Linked DNA regions of Mus musculus: all the other regions are linked to region 3. A link is a contact called in public HiChIP or PLAC-seq and promoter capture Hi-C data. All regions are on one chromosome and are shown on one strand. The core of a region is the stretch at or near the end of the contact, and the rest is flanking DNA. Distances in the headings are between cores, read along the strand shown. Region 1 holds the start of Nrbp2 (nuclear receptor binding protein 2). Region 2 holds the start of Scrib (scribbled planar cell polarity). Region 3 holds the start of Mroh1 (maestro heat-like repeat family member 1).

What was found. HiChIP or PLAC-seq counts read pairs in DNA pulled down with a chosen protein or histone mark. Capture Hi-C pulls out chosen DNA fragments and counts their contacts.
Region 1: a contact with region 3 is called in a promoter capture Hi-C map of adipose tissue. The contact joins the promoter of Nrbp2 here to the promoter of Mroh1 in region 3. A contact is called at or near these places in 7 of 39 promoter capture datasets (the C10 cell line, cranial neural crest, embryonic stem cells and 3 more), 1 of 484 Hi-C or Micro-C datasets (CD4 T cells), 9 of 115 datasets of contacts at active chromatin or transcription factors (the SCID.adh cell line, acute myeloid leukemia, bone marrow-derived macrophages and 1 more) and 3 of 9 other capture datasets (adipose tissue, liver and pancreatic islet).
Region 2: a contact with region 3 is called in a FOXA1 HiChIP or PLAC-seq map of pancreatic cancer cells. The contact joins the promoter of Scrib here to the promoter of Mroh1 in region 3. A contact is called at or near these places in 4 of 39 promoter capture datasets (embryonic stem cells, liver and neural stem cells), 4 of 115 datasets of contacts at active chromatin or transcription factors (bone marrow-derived macrophages, memory CD8 T cells and pancreatic cancer cells) and 4 of 9 other capture datasets (adipose tissue, embryonic stem cells, macrophages and 1 more).

What each region holds. Positions count from the first base shown.
Region 1 is chr15:76,089,754-76,093,382 of GRCm38.p6, reverse strand. Nrbp2 (nuclear receptor binding protein 2) reads left to right here and starts at 1,693. Exons shown (of 18, transcript NM_001358359.1): 1 at 1,693-2,012; 2 at 2,453-2,575; 3 at 2,644-2,745; 4 at 2,841-2,930; 5 at 3,097-3,137; 6 at 3,237-3,331; 7 at 3,458-3,481; 8 at 3,552-3,629. The coding sequence starts at 1,890. Gm41349 (a long non-coding RNA gene) reads right to left here and starts at 2,678. Exons shown (of 4, transcript XR_003951571.1): 1 at 2,327-2,678; 2 at 1,337-2,049.
Region 2 is chr15:76,067,737-76,071,666 of GRCm38.p6, reverse strand. It overlaps Scrib (scribbled planar cell polarity), which reads left to right and starts at 1,883. Exons shown (of 36, transcript NM_001310543.1): 1 at 1,883-2,438; 2 at 3,889-3,930. The coding sequence starts at 2,280. It overlaps Puf60 (poly-U binding splicing factor 60), which reads left to right. Exons shown (of 12, transcript NM_028364.2): 9 at 11-201; 10 at 350-485; 11 at 683-918; 12 at 1,040-1,485. The coding sequence ends at 1,339.
Region 3 is chr15:76,379,061-76,382,683 of GRCm38.p6, reverse strand. It overlaps Mroh1 (maestro heat-like repeat family member 1), which reads right to left and starts at 2,171. Exons shown (of 44, transcript NM_175457.4): 1 at 2,108-2,171.

The DNA of each region.
Region 1 (3,629 bases), core at 444-2,943, 290 kb after region 3:
CATGGGAAAGTCTCGTGAGGCTAGGGAGGAGACAGGGTGTGCAAGCATGGAGCCTAGGGATGTCTTGTCGGAGAGATGACACCTGAGTCAACACCTGAAGGACGTGGCCTCAACGGGTGACAGAAGATGCATTCTATGTATAAGTCACAGTCAGCACAAAGAGGGATGGATGGGCCTGTCAAGTGCAGCAAACAGTCAGGAGGGCAGGTTTGACCTCCACAAAGGCTGCTTAGAGAAACCAGCTGTAGCAAACGTCTTGTGGAATGGAACCTAGGGGACGTCTGTGTGAGCATCCAGTTACCCTGTCCCCTACAGTTCTTAGACAGCATGTGCTACTGCCAGCTGTGATCTGTGCGTGCCACTAGCCTTGGTGTTGTGCATTGTTTTTAAGGTTTATTTTATGTGTATGTGATAATGAGTGCCTACATGTATGTGCGTTTGGTACCCATCAAGACCAGAAGAGGGCAGCAGATCCCCTGGAAGTGGAGTAACAGGTAATTGTGAACTTGTGTGAGTGCTGGGAATTGAACTTGGGTCTTCTGCAAGAGCAGAAGTACTCTTAACCAACGAGCCCTCAATGTCACATTTTTAAAAAACGGGTTCTATCTGTAGTGCCTGCCCCCCCCCCAAGAGGCTCTGCTAACACTGTGGTACAAGGCTCTTCATCATTTGTGTTCTTAGTGCAGACTCTCCAGTGTGGCTAGGGTCCTAGTTAAACAGACACAAATAGGTAGATCCAAGGACATGGGAATTGTCTTCCAAGCATTGGCCCTGTTCTGACTTCTAGGGCCAGTAGAGGGTTAACCCCTCCTGATCTGCTAAACTAGCTAACCCTTCTCAGGATAGGTAGAAGTCCACAGCAAGCTGCAGCATTCTGAGCGGGCTATGACAGAAGTCAGGAGCAGAGTGGGGGGCAGAGCTGGTCAGGGGTCAGATGATGTTTAAATCAGAGGACAGCCAGGGTCTCTATATAGAAAGGGGAGGTGCCGGTGGGTAGAAGGGCAGAGGTAGGACTGAGGGCAGTTGAGGGGTGGATAGAGGTTTTCGGGGGGTGGGGGAGTCTGCTGGATGTGACAAGTGAGAAATGCTCCCTCTTCGTGGTTCCATTGCTTCAAGGGAGCCCATAGTGGAACGGAGAGCGTCACATTTGGGGAGAAAAGAGAAACTCGCCATTATGAAAAGTGGGTTTGCACGGAATTCTGGTCCAGGAAGAGACAGGCAGTCAGGATTTAAAGAGTATCCCATCAGTCTCTGCTGCGGTGCATCTTTAGTGATGCGTTCCTTGGCTACCTGAGGAGGGAACTGGTCCCATTTCTGAGACCATATGGTTTCTTACCACTGAAGTGCCTGCCCCCAGATGCCCTTGACCCTTGATGCCCCATTCAGACTCTCTACATCGGGCCGAGTTCAGGACACTTGTCATGGGAGCAGGATCGGGATGCGGTGCTGGAAGAACTGGCTTCAAGAGTTGGGCAAAAGTGGTTCCCGAAGAGGCCAGGCACAGTCTGCTGGGAGAACCACAGCTGCCTGGGAAACCTTGGAGAGGCCTCCGCAGGAATGGGTGGTGCCTTTGAGGGGCGCGTCTCTTTGAGGCGGAGCTTTGGGGGAAGCAGGAGTGGTCTGGGAGGACGAGGCGTGCCTGGGGCGGGGTTCTGCCGCCCTGGATCGAGCTACAGTCCAGCACCGGCCTGCAGAGGCGGCTCCGGAGGGGCGGGGCGGCTCCTCCCTCGGGTCCGCTGCGAGCCCGCGCCTCCCAATTCCCGGAGCCGAGGAGGGCTCGCGGCGGCCGCTCCGCTGGGCTCCAGGTTGGGCTGCTGGGCGCTGGGCCAGGGCGGGCGGGAGCGGGGCGAGGGCTTGCGCGGAGGGCGGCGGCCTGGGCTCGCCGAGCCATGGCGGCCCCGGAGCCGGCGCCGAGGAGAGGCCGGGAGCGCGAGCGGGAGGACGAGAGCGAGGACGAGAGCGACATCCTGGAGGAGAGCCCGTGTGGCCGCTGGCAGAAGCGGCGGGAGCAGGTGGGCACGGGTGCGGGTGACGCCGCCGTCCCGTAGCCTAAGGATAGAAGCCATGGGATCCGTGGGGCCGAGCCAGTATGAGGGTCTCCCCGGACGCCCTGGCCTCTGGAGGCCCTCGGATCCCTTTGGCCCCAAGCCCTGGTGAGAAACCCCCATTCCTTGAACACCGGTGTCATACTGGGACCACCTCCACGTGCCTCTTGGATCCCTACTACCGCTCTGGGGATCTCCCCAACCTCTAAAACCTGCGTACCTTCTGGCCCAGCCCCTGGACACCACCCTTCTCCCCCTGGGTTCTTGATTCCCAGCCTTACCTCCTCAGCCCTCCCACTGAGCTGGGCAAGGCTAGCAGCACATTCACGGCTGGGGGAAGGTTGTGGCGGAGACCACGTCCACACCCTGGGTCTATTCGTATCAGGACACACATTCTTCCCACCTAGGTGAACCAAGGGAACATGCCCGGGATCCAGAGCACCTTTCTGGCCATGGACACGGAGGAGGGTGTAGAAGTGGTGTGGAACGAACTTCACTTCGGGGATAGGAAGGCCTTTGCGGCCCATGAGGTGAGGCCTGTCTATACCCGCTTTGCCCCATACCGTTGATTGGCCCCACAACCATCCTCTTTCCCCAGGAGAAGATCCAGACCATGTTTGAGCAGCTGGCGCTGGTGGACCATCCCAACATCGTCAAGCTGCACAAGTATTGGCTGGACGCCTCTGAGGCCCGCGCGAGGGTGAGCTAGGGGCGGGTGAAGGGCGGAGTGAAGCCACAGGCTGGGTGGGGCAGCATGGAGACCCACCCGCAACGGCGGAGCCCGCCTGCCCGCAGGTCATCTTCATCACAGAATACGTGTCGTCTGGCAGCCTCAAGCAGTTCCTCAAAAAGACCAAGAAGAACCACAAGGCCATGAACGCCCGGGTATGGGGAGTGGGCTGGGGACTGGAGGGAGTCCAGCAGAACTTAGGGACAGTAGTGGGGCGGGGGACTCCGAAAAACCTCGGTTCAGGAGTGGGGTAGCGGGCGGGCTCCGCAGGCTCAGCAGCCTTTTGGTGCCCACCCGACGGAGTCGTGCGTCCGCTGCCAGGCCTGGAAGCGCTGGTGTACGCAGATCCTGTCTGCACTCAGGTGAGAGCCTGGCCTTGCCCACGCGCTTGCCCCCTGCTCTGCACCTTTCCGCTGCTCTCTGACCCGGTTCTTCCTGCCTCTCATCCTCTATGCTTGCAGTTTTTTGCACGCCTGCAGTCCCCCCATCATCCACGGGAACCTGACGAGCGACACCATCTTCATTCAGCACAATGGCCTCATCAAGATCGGCTCCGGTGCTGGCGAGGCGGGGCAGGGGGCAGGGGGCAGGGGTGGGGAACCTGCGGGAGCCCTGGACAGAGACTGCCCAGTCTCCCCGCCCAACTGACATCCTGTCTTTCTCTCTGCGTTGGCTGTTGCAGTGTGGTACCGCATCTTCTCCAATGGTGTGTGGGGTCTCTGGGGGTGTGGGGACCATGGAGAAACTTGTCTGTTTAGCTCCACCCTTTTCCTCAGCACTTCCTGATGATCTCCGGAGCCCTATTCGAGCTGAACGGGAAGAACTCCGAAACCTGCACTTTTTCCCACCAGAGT
Region 2 (3,930 bases), core at 634-3,133, 310 kb after region 3:
TGCCCTGCAGAATATGAGAAGGCCCAGTCGTCCCAGGATGCTGTGTCCTCCATGAACCTCTTTGATCTGGGTGGCCAGTACTTGAGGGTGGGCAAGGCCGTCACACCCCCCATGCCCCTGCTAACACCTGCCACGCCTGGAGGTCTCCCGCCTGCTGCTGCTGTGGCCGCAGCTGCAGCCACGGCCAAGATTACAGCTCAGGTGAGAGCTGGTGCAGTGATGAGTGTGGACAGTGGGTGGACAGACCCACTCAGCCTTTGGGAACTGGCTCTTAGATGGTTTGGGTGGGAACAAAGAACTGACTGTGAGAACAGACTAGAAACTGACTCTGCTTGTCTTTTGGTTGCAGGAAGCAGTGGCTGGAGCAGCAGTGCTGGGTACTTTAGCCACACCAGGACTAGTGTCCCCAGCACTGACACTGGCCCAGCCCTTAGGGGCCCTACCCCAGGCTGTCATGGCTGCCCAGGCCCCTGGAGTCATCACAGGTGAGTCTGAGTTGATCAGGTTCTCTTCCATTCCTTTCCCCTCTCCTCTAGGGTCTGTCTTCAGCTTCCCAACCCATACTTACTTCGGTGTAATCCCTTGAATCCAGGACAGGCTGGCTATCGCCAACCATCTCTTTACTCTTTCCCAAACAGGAGAGTGTATGTGTGGCTATTAAACTCGGTTGGTTTTGCTGCAGGTGTGACACCAGCCCGCCCTCCTATTCCGGTCACCATCCCCTCTGTGGGAGTAGTGAACCCCATTCTCGCCAGCCCGCCAACGTTGGGTCTGTTGGAGCCCAAGAAGGAGAAGGAAGAGGAGGAGCTGTTTCCTGAGTCAGAACGGCCAGAGATGTTGAGTGAGCAGGAGCACATGAGCATCTCGGGCAGCAGTGCTCGCCACATGGTCATGCAAAAGCTACTCAGAAAACAGGAGGTAAGTAGGTGGGCTCGTGCCAGGCCCGCTCTCGGCGGTATGAATGTGAAGTAGTGGGTGATAGGTCGCAGCATTCAGGTGTCTTTCCCACAGTCACAGCAGTCAATTGTCTTTCCTACAGTCTACAGTGATGGTTCTCCGAAACATGGTGGACCCCAAGGACATCGATGACGACCTGGAGGGAGAGGTGACAGAGGAGTGTGGCAAATTTGGTGCTGTGAACCGGGTCATTATCTATCAAGAAAAACAGGGCGAAGAGGAAGATGCAGAAATCATCGTCAAGATTTTTGTGGAATTCTCCATGGCCTCAGAGACTCACAAGGCCATCCAGGCCCTCAATGGGCGCTGGTTTGGTGGTCGCAAGGTGGTGGCTGAAGTGTATGACCAGGAGCGTTTTGATAACAGCGACCTCTCCGCGTGACTTTGGCCTCATTTCCTGGACTTGCACTTGCCCCTTCCTTCCTTTGGGTTTTGTAAAGTGTTAACCGTGGTGTGTCCCTGGGACCAGGCACTCTGCCCAACCCACCCTGTAGTGTACATAAAGATGCAGATACCACTGGCCCTGAAGTCCCTGTGTCTGAAATTGGTCCTGTGACCCAAGCTGGTTGTGTGTGGAATGTCTTATCAGGGTTCCAAGGCACCAGGGACAAGGAGGGCGTTCAGCCTGCTGTGCAGGGGTGAACAGGAGGGACCGGGGTGGACAGGCCTTGCTTTATCTTCCTTTGTGGGGAGTGCTGGCTTGCAGCCTTGCTCACGTGGATAGCTCTGAGAGCTGTCTGGCCCTGAGATCTGTAGGATCCAGGACCAAGAGAGCATTTTGTGGGCGGGCGGGCATCTGAGTTGTTACACCTGCTAGTATGGGTTACGCCAGAGCGAGGCCGGAAATCCCGACATGCCCCGCGCGAGACCGCTACGGGTCGTCGGAGACGCCACGCCGCGTGGCCCTTTGGGAGCTGTAGTTTTGAGCAGAGAGGGCGGGCCTAGGCTTCCCGGCGGGCTGCGCGGCTGGGCGGTTGTCGCGGGCAGCGGCGGCGGTTCCGGCTGCGGTGCTGCGGGCGGATGAGCTGCTAGGTGAGCAGGCCGGGCGGGATGCGGAGCCGCCGCCGCGCCCCCAGCGCCTAAGAAAGCGCTGCCGGGTCAGGCCGTGCTGCCAGCTGTGTGCCGCCGTCGGAGCCTACAGCTCGTATTGAACGCGGGCCGAGCCGAGCGCCGACCCCGGCCACAGTCCGGGACCCGGCTGCCCGCCCCACCCCCGCGCGCGCCGCTCCGCCCGCGCTCGGCGCTCATGCGGGCCGAGCCCCGCCCCCCGGCCCGAGCCCGCCGAGCGCCTCCCGAGCCCGCGCTCACTGCCCGCCCGCATCATGCTGAAGTGCATCCCGCTCTGGCGTTGTAACCGGCACGTGGAGTCGGTGGATAAGCGGCACTGCTCGCTGCAGGTTGTGCCAGAGGAGATTTACCGCTACAGTCGTAGCCTCGAGGAGCTGCTCCTCGACGCCAACCAGCTGCGCGAGCTACCTAAGGTGAGCGGCCGCCGCACCTGCTGCCCCGCGCTCAGTTCTCGGGGTGGTGTATGACTTCTGGGGCAGCCGGCTGGAGCGAGATCTCAGCAGGCGCTGCCCGAGCTGGGCACCGCAACCTCCAGCCGGCCCTGCAGGTTCCTACTGGTCAGAGCCCCGCCCCAGCCAGCCCCACCCTCCTCCAGCCGCCGGTGTTGGCACCTGGTGGCAACCTGTCTGGGGACTAAGTAGATACTGAACCTAAAAGGGGAGCCAACAGAGAAGCCCATGAGAGCACAGGAGGAGGATGGGTCCAGGGTGCGAGACCGACCCGGGTTAGCAACTGTTAAAGCTAGTTGGGCTACTTTAAGGGTAGGAAGTTGGTTTTCTTGCACTGTGTTCTGCCTTCGTTTTGGGAGGAGAGGTTTGCAGTGCTGAGTGGGACTCTCCTAAGATACTTGCAGTGTCAGATCTATTCTGTCATCGCTCAGCGGAGAGCCCACCTTTCACTGTCTGTGTTCCTTCCTGTCGGGTTTGTTTGGGGTTTTTTTTGTTGTTGTTGTTCTGAGGCCACACTAGAAGGAAGGCCAAAGGAGGCAGGTTATGTAGGACTTACTTTTCTGAGATAGGGGACTCAGTGGTCTGATATTCTTGCCGGCTGGTGGCGTTGCGGGTGTTCTTCATAGACCTTTATGGTATCCGTGTGTGAATCTTGGACATTTTGCACTTGTGTTTCTCTCTGGTGCCTGTTGTTGTTATTGCTTTTTTTTTTTTGTTCTGTTTCTTGAGACAGGGTTTCCCCTTCGTAACCCTGGTTATCCTGGAATTCATTCTGGCTGTCCTAGAACTCAGAGATCCACCTGCCTCTGTGGGTACTAAAGATGTGCACCACCCACAACCCACCCCAGTGCTCTCTGGTGTTTTTATTGTTGTTCTCTCTTTGTTAAGCTCTTGCTGTTCATTGTTGGGGTTCCTGAAGAGCTCCAAACTCCTTTAGAAGAGGTAGTTTGGATAGTAGGTAGGATACTGAGAGTGACTGACCCATAGGGCAGAGGGCAGGGGCTATCCATTTGGGAGCTGCTGATGTCTTGCCTGGGGCATGTTATCTGGGTGACATCTGGGTAATAGTGAGAGGTGGGCTTTCCACCGAGAAATGAGAGCGTAGGTCTGACAGTATCTTAGGAGAGTCCCCCTCAGCAGTTGCAGAGTATCATTGCAGAACAGCAGTGGTACATGTGACAAATGACACAAGGGAGACCAGGCATCAGGTGGGCAGGGGTGTGTTTTGCAGGCTTCTTTGTCTGGTTTTTCAGCACACTGGGTATCATGGCTAGAGCCGCAGAACCTTGTGTGACCTGGGATACAAAGAGGTCCAGGACCCTGTGGCCATGATCCTCCTGGTTTGGAAACTCTCCCATACCCATAGGGCTTTGGCTATAGAGCCTGTTCCCCTGATCACATCTTCTGCCCACAGCCCTTCTTCCGACTGTTGAACTTGAGAAAGTTGGGCCTCAGT
Region 3 (3,623 bases), core at 922-3,421:
GGGATGGGTGGTGTCCAGGCACACGCAGTCACAGAATGCCTTATTTGGGAGGAATTGGGCCAGAGAGGGGTCAACTTCTAGAGGAACCAGCAAGAATCTGAGATGGTGTCCCAAGGTAATACAGTCAGGAGCTCACTGCTCACCATCCACCAAGAATATGATTTCTCAAATAAGCCACGTGGAACTGGGCTTCCATGCAAACCCCTGAAGCAAGGGGGACCCTGCAGGCCCGGGAAGAAAGCACCATCCAGCCAGGCGCTCGGAAGGCAGAGGCAGGCAGATTTCTGAGTTCGAGGCCAGCCTGGTCTACAAAGTGAGTTCCAGGACAGCCAGGGCTATACAGAGAAACCCTGTCTCGAAACACCCCCCCCCCCAAAAAGAAAGCACCATCCCTATGACATTCAGCAGCCAAGTGATCACAAGAGCCGCAGAAACCCTTCCAGTGTTATGTCCCAAAGTGGATCGAGCTGTGTACCCTGACGCCAGCAAGGATGTCTTCTGACTTCAAAACAACTTAGCTCAACAAAAAGCCATTGGGAGGCCTGGAGTTGCTCGTCAGACAACAGCAATCCTGCTTCTCACCTGGGCCTCTGAGAACCGTAGGAAAGAAAACTAAACACAAACATCTCCAACCCCACACACAGGTGACCGGGAACTGAGACAAGCACAGGTCAACAGGTCCCACCTCTGGCCTCTGGAGTCCCTTGACAGTCACCTCTGAGGGAGGGAGATATGACAAGATGCAGGTTTGAGTAAGGCTGCCTGCCTGGACATCCGTTTCAAGTTAATGAAGGCGGCCAGGCCTCAGCCATCGACTTTGACAGTAGAGCCCAGAAAGACATTCCTCATTCGAGCCACACATCTCAGCCTAAGGCCTAAGAGTAGAGCCTGCTGGCAGAAGCATCTCCCCGGCCTGCAGGTGCAGAGACTGCACAGCCAGCCAAGTCATAAACACAGGCTCCACAGGAATATCCCACAACCAGTGGTTTGCATAGGATCTCTGCTCTGGTGCCCCATCAACCCTGTGTCTGCTGGGGGTCTCCATCTAGATGACCATGGCCAACCAAGTCTAACAGAGCAGCTAAGACTTAACCCTTCACCTTCACCCCTGCCCTGCTCCACCTACCTACTTCCTGAATTTTTTTAATTTTACCATTTAATTAACTAGGTCGCAGGCTGTTCCTCCATTTCTACTACCATCCCCTTCCTTCCAAAGAGTTTCCTGCCTCCAACCAAGACTAGCCCCTCAAAGTTAGCCTCTGCCTTAACAGTAACTCCAGCTCACAGCCCCAGGTCTCCAGATGCCGCCCTCTATCCCTCTCCCGCAGGTCCTTATGCTTACTCACTGCACTTGAGTTTACGGTTCCATCCATTACCTTGAGCTCTGTACAGGGTAGAGCAGAGTCTTGCTGCATAACTGCACTGACTTGGTTGGAAAATTGGAATCCCAAACCTGGAGTGTCAGCCCTGGCTCCACCTCACCTAGCTCTCACCTTGCCTGAATTCTATACTCTGAGAGTTTTGTGGCCTTCTCCCTGGGGCCAGCAATCCTCGTGACTCTGGACAAATCACTTTCCTGCTCTACACCGCCTCCTTTAATCCGCAACGAGAATACAGAAAGACGAGTGGCTGCGGTGCGGTGAGCACTCGCTTTGCAAGTCCCTGAATTAAGGCTCAGTTTTATGAAAGAGACAGAAATGCCGGTAGCCCAGTTGCGGAGGTCAAAGACCTGAACACGTAGCCCCTACCCCGCAAAGGACCAGGGTCTTGAGTCACCGAGTTCCCGGAAGGGACTAGGACATGGATCACGCGACCCACGAGACAGCAGGGACAGGGACCAGGGACCACGCGCCGATGTCTGACAAGTCAGAATTGAATCGCAAGCTCCGAGATCCCTTCCAGGTGTAAGATGCGAAGCCGGGCCCGCTGGGCACACCTGAGATCTCCCAGCACCTCCTGGCACCGGCCCGCTGACCTTGGGGAGGCGCCCCTTGACACAGCTTCTCTTGCTGCTGGCAGATGGGGAGGCCCCTAGGCTCTCTGGTCCAAGTTCCTCAAAGGGTGCCTGGCCCCCACCACCAAAGATGAGCCTTAACAAGCCGTTTACCTGAGGAGCCGCCGCCGCCGCCACGGCCCGGGCGCCGCCCTCTATGCCCCAAGCGTCTCAGAGTAGGCGGAGCAGCGCCCCAAGCCCATCCCCGCAGCCCTCTGGCCAACTGCGGCCTGGCGCGCGGCAATTTGGCCCCGCCTCCGTGCGATCTCCACACTCATTGGTCAGAGTTCTGTCCCTCACGTTAACTCCGCCCACTCTCCGCTCCATGGAGCGCCTAGGTACACCTACTTCTTCCTGTTCTCTGCTGGGTACCCCAGCGGTCCGGTGACCATTTCACAAGACAAGTGTGAGTACTGCTGCTGCGCCAGACGCCGTCTGCGCAAGCGCTGTTCTCGAGAGTATTCGGACTCGGCCTCCAACTGCAGAAAACTCCACCAGGCGGGACCGGTGGCGCACTCCTTTAATCCCAGCACTGGAGAGGCAGAGGCAGGTGGATCCTTATGAATTCGAGGCCATCCTGGTCTACATAGTGAGTTCTAGGACAGTCTGGGATAAAAAGTGAGACCCTATCTCGGGAAGAAAACAAAAATAAAAAAAACAAAACAAAACAACAACCCAGCTGTCACGGACACACACAAGGTATTGTCATTGTTGTACATTGGTCACACACTAAACGCCTAAAACTACCCCAAACCCCTAAATGTACACATGGCCATGCCCAACAGAGGTACATGTCCAACCTATCAACAAGACATTGGGAATCAAGATGATCATGTCCTAGCTACCTGGGCTGCTTGCTACCTACCACTGTTATTCCAGCTCCAGGAGCAGCTAAAGCCTCTAAGGCTGGAAAGAGGTGACTAAAAAAGTAAAAGTAAGCCATACTACAGGATAAACTTTGGGTTTGGTGCCAAGAAAGCAAGGTTAGATAAGAGAGTTGGGGACGATCATGCCAGGAAGACTTGGCACCTGCAAAGAACCAGAGGTTGCAATCACCCAGATGTGTGTAAACAAGAGAAAGTTGTGGGTAGAGTTCTGAAAGCAAAAGAACCAAGAACCTGTCAAAGGGGAAGCAGCTACCATGTATCTAGGCTGACAGCATCGTTGGATGTGGAAATTAAGCTGCTGCGGTTGAACCAGGTCAGAGGCAAACACACAGCCAATATTCTTTTTCCACGATGAGAAGGACTTGGATGAGTTCTACTGAGAGGATAGAGCCCAAGAGAGAAAAAGACAGGACAGGACTCTCTGAGTAAGAGAGTGAAGCATTTGGGGCTGGCAAAATGGCTCAGTGGTTAAGAGCGCCAACTGCTCTTTCGAAGGTCCAGAGTTCAGATCCCAGCAACCACACGGTGGCTCACAACCATCCATAACGAAATCTGATGCCCTCTTCTAGAGTGTCTGAAGACAGCTACAGTGTACTTACATATAATAAATAGATAAATCTAAAAGAAAAAAAAAAAGAGAGTGAAGCACTTTGTGGATGGGGTCATGGCCTAGGAAAATGCTAGAAAACAGAGAGAGGGGACTAACTTGGGTAGCTGCCAGGGAAGGAGGTCTTTTCCATGCT